Linked DNA regions of Gasterosteus aculeatus: region 2 is linked to region 1. Evidence: chromatin contacts called from public Hi-C data. All regions are on one chromosome and are shown on one strand. Each heading gives the region's core, a stretch centred on a gene start, on an enhancer-like site or on the middle of the called end of the contact. The rest is flanking DNA. Distances are from core to core; before and after follow the strand shown. Region 1 holds the start of skia (v-ski avian sarcoma viral oncogene homolog a). Region 2 overlaps skia (v-ski avian sarcoma viral oncogene homolog a).

Region 1 (5,245 bases), core at 1,796-4,295:
TTTGCATTCAATGTAATCAACCAAAATGCATGTACGTAATACTTGATAGCACCACAACTGATATTGAGTGAGAGACATTCACAGCATTGAGTGTAATACCTCATTGCACCACTTTATCTATGGAAAACTCTTTCAAATACCCAGCCACCTTGAACGCACCTGAAGATGTCCTGTGATCAGAGGCGTGGACGCTGCCAACCGCACCAACTCTAACCCAATCACCACACCCAATCACCACACCCAATCACCACACCCAATCACCACACCCAGTCCTCCTGTTGGTCTAACAAAGTTACACCAACAGCATAGTTAGTGCACCTTTTCCATTGTCTATACATGTACTTGTGTCCCCTTGTTGGGGATTCGCTGGCAGACGGTAAACTACGTCTCCTGCAGACATGCGCAGTGGAAAACATATTTCTGTTTCTCGTCTCCTTCGTCTTCTTCTTTTACGGCGTTCTCTCTCTTTGCCGAACACGTATTGTGAACAGAAGCCAATGTGCCTTGATTTCTTTGGCAAACTGCGACTGTGAGTCAAGCCCTTCCTGCTCAGCAGATAATGTAATAAGAAACGGGAAGGACAGCAAATTACAAGTAGCCTACACAATCAGCATCATTGAAAACAAGGCCTGTCTAGCTCAGAGAAAACAAGCATTCAAAACTGGGGGCCCCTGTGCCATGTGACCACTCAGGATACATGGTACCCGGACCCCTCAGGACCGGGTACCATGTATCCCGAGTGGTCACCATGTGCTACTGTGAGACCACCAGGACTCCAATGATCCCAAAGGAACCTGAAGCTGTCAGCTGTCGTTGATGGAGGTGGGGGCGAGACCGTCTCCCTGTCACTTCCTGTAGTCCAGAATCAGCTGCTTATGGTCTCCTGCCAACAAGATACCAGGGCGCTGATGTCCTCCCTCCTCGCCTGCCTCAGCGCGCCTGAATCAGGCCGTGTTGTCAACACACTTGGGGAAGGTGTTTCATGTGTGTGGAGTCAAGGCGTCAAGGAGAGGCCTGAACACGCAGCCCAAGGGGCTCCGTCCAACGCATCAAAATCTGTAACCCTTCCAGTATCAAGGTCTGAAGGAATCCACTTGAAACGCCCTCCCCATCCAAATCTGCCAGGCTCCCACTGCGCCTCAAACAAGACCCCAGAACAAAGCCCCTTTCCTAACCCCTACATGACGCATTCTCCAGTTACATTTCTGTTTTTTAGTATACTTACATTACATTACAGGTCATGTAGCTGACGCTTTTATCCGAAGCGACGTACATTGCATTTTTAACCCAAGGCTTAGGAGGAGTTAGGTGTCTTGCTCAGAGACACTTTGACATGGGACATGTCCCCTCTACCCCTGCGCCACGGTGACCCCTTATATACGTCCTAAAGCGTCTTTGGCTACCCAGAAAAGTGCCCAAAAAACCTATTATTATAAGATACGACATTACCTGTACGAATGTAATCCCTCCGTAGACACATTGTGCATAACTGGTCATGTTATAACGTTGTGAGGAATGTTGAACAGAGCATTATGAGGAACAACATTCCATGTTCATTAAGCACACTCAGAACTCCCCGTCCTACACGCCTCACACGTGGCATCACGCAACATGAAAGCGTCGCGATGAATCATACCTGACGGCTCCCTTCTCTTCTCTGGCCATTGTCAGCGTACAGGCTCGCCTGGGAAAACTTTCCACCTCAGTTTTCTCATGGATCCCTTTCTAACAGGAGCCCCCAGAATGTTCTCGGGTTCTCTTCCGCTGATCGCCCCTCTGCCTGCTGGCCTCCCCCGGAGGATCTTACCTCCATCTCCCCCCGGCTGCAGTTTCAGCCATGTTAGGCTAGAGGATGCCAAAGGAACACAGAACTGCTTATTGAGTGAGGACTTCAGGCAGGACCTCCTGAGGAGTAAGAATAATATTAATTATTATTAATCACTCCAGGTTTTTTTTCCTGGGCCCTGAAACTAAATCACGTAGCCTTGATCAAAAACCCAACCATCAAAGACCATTTCTTGTTGATTGACATCTGATCCATGGTGAGCGGATCAGGAACGCAGAGTCTTCTTCTTCTGCCGCAAACTATAGACACACGTCTCCAGACTAAAAGACTGCTTACATTGTACTTATAACGGCTCTTATCTACAGCAAAGTGTAAATTGGCATATTTAAAGAAATCGCACTTTCTTGTTTCTTGTTCTTCTGAGTTTGAGTCCTTATGGTTGAAATGCACTTCTTTGGATAAAAGCGTCAGATAAATGACACGTGATGTGATGTAACTGTCTCTCCAGCCTCGAACCAAATGATTCACATAAACACGCTTTTCTTTTGCTACATTCAGGGTCCTGAGAAAAATAGTAAATCGGATCGTCAGCAGATTGCATTATGTTTGAGTTGATGAATGAACGGATTATGACAGCAATCATAAACTGCACGCTGATTACAAAGACAACAACCGGAGCTTTTAGCCAAATATTAGCCGGATGAGTACATTTCAGAAAGCAATCTTATTCGTAGGCTCACAGGCTACACCAGCGCTTCCCAAACACGAGAACGCCGCGGCCCACTTTGAAATCTGAAAATATTTCGCAGCCAATCAAACCTTTAATCACAACTCTGATCAAAACATAATGATTAAATAAGCTCCATATCTCACGCGCTTGAGCGCCGCTCAGCATCTCGCCGTCGTAGACGAGCTTTGGCGTGTTTGTCAGAGCGCCTTGAGCGGCGTGTACGACCAGTACGGATCAACCGAGTAACCAATTGATCCATGTGTATATAAGGCGCTCCGGATTATAAGGCGCTGTCGTTTTTTGAGGAAATTAAAGCCTTTTAAGTGCGCCTTGGAGTGCGGAAAATGCGGTATATTTACTTTAATACTACTAGAGGGCGCCGCGTTTGTTAATTTTTGTTTGTTTGTTAGTTTGTTTATTAATCTGTCCGTTTAAATTGTTTGTGCTTCATTAACTAATGTTTCACATAACTAATGTGCCGCATCATAAATATTTTTATATTAAGTTCAAACTTTAAAAAATTGAAAATGAAAAAACATTTATTTATTGTAAATGACCTCTCGCGGCCCACCTGCAGTACCTTCGCGGCCCACCAGGGGGCCGCGGCCCACACTTTGGGAATCTCTGGGCTACAACAATTAACTCACTCCATTCAGACCTCTTTGGGAATACTACAGAACCACACTAGGCTGTCGGGAGTAAACTAAATGACTTATAACTAAATAAATAGAGTATTCCGGGGTAAAAGAAAGTCCCCAACATGTCATGAAGTAAATAACAAACACGCGCGCTCACTAACGGAGTTGTTTCTGTGGGAAAGTAGGCGCGCGGCACGTTTTCCCACATCACGTGAACGCGGCATTCGTTGTCTTCTCTCCACAGGGCAGCGGCGGGGGGCGGCTAGTTCCTGGAAGAGCCGGCCTGCCTGCGGAGTCACTCGCATTCCTGGCTGGGATTCAATGACTGAGCCAGACACACACACGCAGGGGGAGGGAGGGAGATACATAGCGGGGGAGGGAGAGAGAGAGAGAGGGGGGAGGGAGGAGGGAGGCTGGCTCTCAGACGTCTCTCCCCGCAGTCACAGTGAACCGCGGGGGCAGACGCAGCGGATCGCAGCGGAAGGAGCCTGAAACGAGGGTCGTTTTGTCCGCAGCTCGACGGGCGGAACCTGCGCGGACTTTCCGAGGCGTTTCTTCGGGCATGGACAGTCGGCGGCCCGCGGCCGGCAGCGACGGGCCGGCGCTCAGCCTGTAGTCGCGGCCGGGACAGAAGTGCGAGCCCGTGGGACTTTTTACCGGATGTTTGATGAGGCGCCCCGCCGCTCGGCTCGCCTCTCGCACCCCGTGGATTCGCCGGGCTCGCGCGCGCACGCACACTCGCGACCGTCGGATTCGCGCTTCTGAAGTCGCGGGAGCAACATGGAGCCCGTCAGCGGCCAGAGCTTCCAGCCGCACCCGGGACTGCAGCGGACTCTGAAGCAGTTCCACCTCAGCTCCATGAGCTCGCTGGGCGGCCCGGCGGCCTTCTCCGCCCGCTGGCAGCACGAGCTGCTCTTCAAGAAGGAGGGCGAGGAGCCCGAGCCGGTCCCGCGGCGTCTGCCGCCGCCGCCGCCGGCCATGCCGGGCCCGCTCTTCATCCCGTCCGACCGCTCCACGGAGAGGTGCGAGACGGTGCTGGAGGGCGAGACCGTCTCGTGCTTCGTGGTCGGCGGGGAGAAGCGGCTGTGCCTGCCGCAGATCCTCAACACGGTGCTGCGGGACTTCTCGCTGCAGCAGATCAACTCGGTGTGCGACGACCTGCACATCTACTGCTCGCGCTGCACGGCGGACCAGCTGGACATCCTCAAAGTCATGGGCGTGCTGCCCTTCTCGGCGCCGTCCTGCGGCCTCATCACCAAGACCGACGCGGAGCGGCTGTGCAACGCCCTGGTCTACGGAGGCGCCTTCCCGCCGCGCTGCAAGAGGGAGCCGGGCGGCGGCTCGCTGGAGCTGGAGCTCACCGAGAGGAGCTTCAGGGTCTACCACGAGTGTTTCGGCAAGTGCCGGGGCTTGTTCGTGCCGGAGCTGTACAGCAGCCCCGGCGCAGCGTGCATCCAGTGCATGGACTGCAGACTCATGTACCCGACCCACAAGTTCGTGGTGCACAGCCACAAGGCTCAGGAGAACCGGACTTGCCACTGGGGCTTCGACTCGGCCAACTGGAGGGCGTACATCCTCCTGGGCCAGGATTACTCGCTCAAAGAGGAGGGGGAGGCGGCCCGCCTGCAGCAGCTCCTGGACGACATCAAGGAGAAGTTCGACTTCGCCAACAAGTACAAGAGGAGAGCGTCGTCGTCCCGGGTGAGTCGGTTATTCACGGGCTTGTTGCCACTGTCGCTTCTTCTCTGCAGCGCTGTCCCCTGCGTGTCTCCCCCCCCCTCCGTGGGACACGCTGGATTTGGGGCAGAGCTCCTCCAAAAGAGTGCTGGAGGGGTCAAATTAAGGCATTGGGGCTCTTGTGTGCAAAAGCACCTGTATGGTCAGTTTGGGGTCATCAGCAGACGCGCGGTTACTATTTGGCCTCAATGACGACAGAAGCCCTCCGGCGGCCATGAAGCCGCTTGTGATGAACCTCTGGGCTCCACTGCAAACATCACCTCATTTACCAGCAACCGCTGCGCAACTGTTCTATTCTACACACACACACACACACACACACACTTCTGCTTGATCCTTACATTCCGGTGCGTG
Region 2 (5,245 bases), core at 957-3,456, 41 kb after region 1:
TATGACAGGCAGGGACGTGCAGAAAAGATCATGTTTTGCGCAGATATCATATTTTACAAATATTAATGGGTGCGTTCTGTATTTCAAAAACGCAAATATTGACAATTTTATCTTACATTATCTTTTCTTCTCTCTTTTTTGGGGCGACATGTGCAACCTGTTCAACCCTCGTCCTAGCTGGAGACATTAGCTTTTGGAACTCTCTCTTCAGCTTTGGCCACCAGCCTCTCCGGACTCTTCCTGGAAGTGGAAGGTGCTGGAACAGCAGCAAATCATTCTCTGGGCCTGAAATGGAGATATCAGATAGCGCTGTACCGTCTCTCCAGGTGAAAGGTCGACGGGAGCGAGCGCATTTTGCAGGGAGCAGCGAGTATCCGTGCAAATGGGGCCGTGAACACAAAGTGTCGTCTTGTTTTGCTGGGTAGTAGCAGGGGAATGGATGGGAAGCTTCCCTGCTAATGGGATAATGATGGCTTATGTGGGGAGTGGTGGTACAGGCGTGTACCACTCTGTATGCAGCTACCTGAGAGTCAGAACATCGGCCATTCGTCCACACGTACACACTTCCAGCACTGTTCTCCAACAAGCTCAACTAGTTTCCACTTACTTTTTGGTTACTTATGTGCTGAGCATGGAAGAAATTACTCTGCGCTGTATCAAAGGGAATATTCGATGAGGTCATTTCCAGTGTAGTCAGCAAACCTGTTTGTGTTGAAGTCGGATCAGCGCCTCGGCAGGACGGAGACTCTTGAATAATAAGATGATTTTGATGCTTTGCAGGGAAGCGCTGCAACGCTTTGACTGCAAAGTGTTTTTGCTGTTTGCTTCTTGCAAGACAGAGGCCCCATTGTTCTCTGCGACTCCTCCGCCAAGCAGAAGATGGTGGGATGAAGCAGTTGCCAACATTTGCGCTCTGTGAGTTTGTGTGTTTGTGTGTGTGTGTGTGTGTGTGTGGGGGTGGGGGGGGGGGGGGGGGGGGTGGAACCCACAAACGTACAGTCGAGGAATCTCACTCGCTTCGCCCGGGCATGGAGAGGAGAAGGGAGCATGGCGTGGTGGTGAGACGCTAACTCAGCAGCTCACTTCACCTACGCGCCTCACAGCAGACATAAAATGCTCCGTATGGGGGGGGGGGGCTTGTTTGTTTCCCCCAAGGCCAGCAGCTGATTCAGCCACGACGCTCAGCGTCCCAGGTCAGCCGTTTTTCTGTGCATGAATATGGGAAGGACGTGTTGTCCAACACCTGTTTGTCACCGACCATATGTGGAGCCTTTGTGGCTGCGTGAGCGCTCATTTGGCCTCCTGGGGGGCCTCCTGCCTTCCCTCCACCACGGGCCCCTCAGAGGAACCTGCAGGGAGGCCAACGTCAGGTCACACGGAGGGTGCGGCCCTGCTCGCCCTCCGGAGTGAACAGAGAGCAAAGACAACGGCTTGGTTGCCCTTTCATCCGAGCCAAGGCTTGGTGGGGGGGTGTCGGGTTAGGCAACCTGTCAAGCGCCATGTCATCACAAGTTGTTTTTCTCCGACAGCACGCAGTCCTGACACTCAGTCACATTATGTTGTCCAAGCAGAAAGGATTCCTCTGAAGGCCCCGTTGAGGATCAGTGTCATGTTCTAGAACGCCGAGTGTTACACCGACAAGTCAACTAGCAAAGATCCAGCATTTTATAAATGTCTTTCAATTATTCAAACCATTCCAGCCGCGGTTCTCAATCTTCTCCTAGCAGATGGAGTTTGGTCAGTTGTCATGGAGATATTCAGCCACAGCAGAGCAAACATGAGGCCGATCATGGGGCGGAAGCTACAGAAAAGGCTTGTGAGGTAGAAAGTGAGTCAGGATTTGTTCGTGAAATGAATGACAATAAATTGTTGAGCCATTGTGTACTTTTATTCCAGTAGATCAATTCGAGAAGTCGTCCTGGCTGGAGGCATACGGTGTTTGTTCTCATGGCGGTAGTTGTGGTTTTGGTTTGTGACTTCTTACATGTACTGGAAGCTCTTTTAGCCCCTGAACATTGTTTGTCCCTGCGTTTTGCACTTCTGTCAAATAGATTTTGCTTGTTTGCTTTGTCTGCAACTTGAATCTTGCTTGTTTGCAGAGGACATCCTGTAATCTATGAGACAGGAAGCGCACACAGACAGATAGACGGATAGGGCGGGGTGGGGGTTGTGGGACAGACGGCGATAGCAGGGAGTGGCACAAAGTGAAACTGGGGGGCGGGCCTAGATGGAAATGACAGATTGTGTCAAGAGGAGCAGCGTCATTCAGGTCGAGTACTCGGTGGCCTTTTGTTTTTGGGTGACTCCCATTATCAACGCCACAACTCCTGAGTTTAACCTCAGACCAGAACTGGCCTTGAGATCAGGTTTTCAGAAGGCGGTCGCTCCGGAAACCGCTGGCTCGCTCGCAGGCCCCTTCTGGCGTCGCTCCAACAGAGCTCTACAAGAATAACCTTTCCTCCAAATCCGCCGCTCTCTTCCCTGCTTGCTACTCAAATTAAGTTGAGCTGGAAACAGAGATTCAACACGGATACGTTGGTCTGCCGTGTTTAGGACGGCCTCATATGTTTGCCGTTAGGCGCTGATCAGCTGTACAGAACTCTCTCTGAACTCATCGGTTTACTTAACAAACCCTTCTGATTTAAAAAAGGTACAACGCAACAAAGAGCCCCAGAGGGAACATGTCATGCACTCAGCAGAAGGATTTCACAATGTCCACAACTTGAGGGATGGTATTCTTCTCGTTACTAGAGCAGTGCTGGTGCAAAGATGTCATGGTGTTCCACAGCGTTCAGTTCATCTGCTGCATTGACCAGATATCACAATCATTGACATGTGTCATTTACTACTGTGCTATTGTGAGCTGTAGAACATTATACGTGGTTGTTAATCAGGTTTATCCTTCTGTTAATAACAGGGTATGTGATACCAATACTGTACTATCAATATCTTGTCCTGCTAAAACAAGAAGCGTACTAGGAACTTCAGTAGCATGATACAAACGTCTGGCCAACGTGTACGAGCTCAAGTCTCATATTTGATATTGTTCAAATGTGCTGCTCGGAGTATCTTGTGTAACTGTGAAAAACATCACTGCCATGCAGACAGAGGAAGTGTTTCAAAAGACACAGACAGTGTTTATCACTCCACCCATCCTGCCTCACACACACACACACACACACACACACACAAGGGGCCCGGCATGGGGCCCTTCGGCAGCTGAGACGGGTCTGCCACTCTCACTATTTCCACACATGCTTCCACATGACTTGAGGCCCTGTGACCTTCTCATACTGGGGTCATTCCGAGCTGCCAAGTGTGAAGCAAAGGCCCCGAATGAGCATTTCACAGCGTCAAAGAGGCCGATATATCGATACTTTGATTACAGACACGAGCTTCACAAGTTGATCAGAGACCAACGGTGTGAATGTTGGTAAAAGGCCGATGTTCTCTCCCATAGCGGTGTCCTTCCTCCACAGCACGAGGCGCCATGTTGTCAGACGGTGCAGACTGGGTACGTCCTGGCGCACATCTCGGCTAATCGGGAAGCCTTATTTTAGAAGTGTGACATCCTGTCTGTGCAACCAGCGCCGTAAAGGGGGCGGATCTACGCACACGCGTGTTTTCTATGTGTCTTTGAAGTCTCTCATGTGTAGCAACCTGCTTATCGGGGCAGCGTTGTAAAGTTGAATGAAAGAGGCTGAGTGTGTGTGTGTGTGTGTGCGTGTGCGTGTGTGCGTGTGTGCGTGTGTGATAAAGCAGGCAGGGACATGCAGAGGAAGATATGGCGCTGTAAGGAGATAACGGGATCTAATTATAGTAAGATTACACTCCTTCCTTTGCAGACGATTACCTGAAGCCCACACGAGGGTCACGTTAAGCACAGGCGTCAAACAACGTACTCCAGCGATCCTCCCCCACCTTCGCCCGGGGGGCCGATGCGTGACCAACAGTATCCGCCGGTACGGTTCCTTCCAGTTGGACGTCCCTGAGCTCCTCTTCATGTCCGGGGACGCTTTTCATAAATGGTCTGCTTAATGTCCCGCTGTCCCACTGGCCCCCCTGGAGTGACTGGCACGTGGCACAGAGACTTTGCCCTGTAGGACATATCTCTTGATCTGTAGATAGTCCCCAGACGACCAGGCACAGTCAGCACATAGATCTCTTTATTAGACGGACTGCTTATTGTGTTGTGATTGCGCTGGCAGCACGGCTCTGCTCGTGAATACGTCATCACTTGGCTCGTCCTCCACTTTGGTCCAGATTCAAATGTTTGAGCCATTGATCCGCTTTGACAGCTAATATCGTGACCTGGAGGTGACGGAATAGAACGTTGTGGGTGGTTGAAGGCGCTGCAGGCGTTGGGAGTCACGGGCTCGTACGTCAGGTGGTGGAATGAGGACAGCTCTGATTAGCATAGCACGACACGCTGCCACCAGGGTCCCCGCCCACTGCCAAGGGCCACCTGGTGACAGCGCGCAGGAGGAGTGAGCGCAGGAGGAGTGCGCGCAGGAGGAGTGCGCGCAGGAGGAGTGAGCGCAGGAGGAGTGAGCGCAGGAGGAGTGAGCGCAGGAGGAGTGCGCGCAGGAGGAGTGCGCGCAGGAGGAGTGAGCGCAGGAGGAGTGCGCGCAGGAGGAGTGCGCGCAGGAGGAGTGCGCGCAGGAGGAGTGAGCGCAGGAGGAGTGAGCGCAGGAGGAGTGAGCGCAGGAGGAGTGCGCGCAGGAGGAGAGCGCGCAGGAGGAGTGAGCGCAGGAGGAGTGCGCGCAGGAGGAGTGAGCGCAGGAGGAGTGAGCGCAGGAGGAGTGCGCGCAGGAGGAGTGCGCGCAGGAGGAGTGAGCGCAGGAGGAGTGCGCGCAGGAGGAGTGCGCGCAGGAGGAGTGAGCGAAGGAGGAGTGCGTGCACTCCTCTTATAAATACATGTGGTCTGACAGAGCCAGTCAGTAGATGTGGGACGTCCACTGCAACACGTGAGCTCAGGAGCCGGAGGAACACGTAGGAAGAAGATCGACTTTGTTTCAGTAGTCGGTCAGAAATCATGTAGCTGCTCAGTGGAGCCAAATCTAGTATCTATTAAACTAATGCTTTTTGCGTGTCCTTTTAATCATTTGTAGTCCTTCTTAGCTTAGCTTGGTGGTGCTTTAAGTTAACTTCAAAACCATGTAGTGGTTTTCATTTGTGAAGACCTTTCTCAACAAGCAGAACTATTATTTAATGCAATAATTCAAAAATAAATCAGAAATCCCTT

Evidence for each region. A called contact is a pair of places that touch in the nucleus more often than the background predicts.
Region 2: a Hi-C map of whole body shows a contact between it and region 1, with 4 times the contacts expected there. The contact joins the enhancer-like site here to the promoter of skia in region 1. A contact is called at or near these places in 6 of 6 Hi-C or Micro-C datasets (blood and trunk muscle, liver, skeletal muscle and 2 more).

Annotation. Positions count from the first base shown.
Region 1 is chr2:24,641,238-24,646,482 of fGasAcu3.hap1.1, forward strand. skia (v-ski avian sarcoma viral oncogene homolog a) reads left to right here and starts at 3,046. Exons shown (of 7, transcript XM_040192727.2): 1 at 3,046-4,855. The coding sequence starts at 3,935.
Region 2 is chr2:24,683,190-24,688,434 of fGasAcu3.hap1.1, forward strand. All of the region lies in intron 1 of skia (v-ski avian sarcoma viral oncogene homolog a), which reads left to right. Among protein-coding and RNA genes, the nearest start is that of LOC144387575, 24 kb to the right of the region's middle. Within about 2 kb of position 2,207, at least 6 of the 9 cell types and tissues checked have open chromatin away from gene starts, as enhancers often do.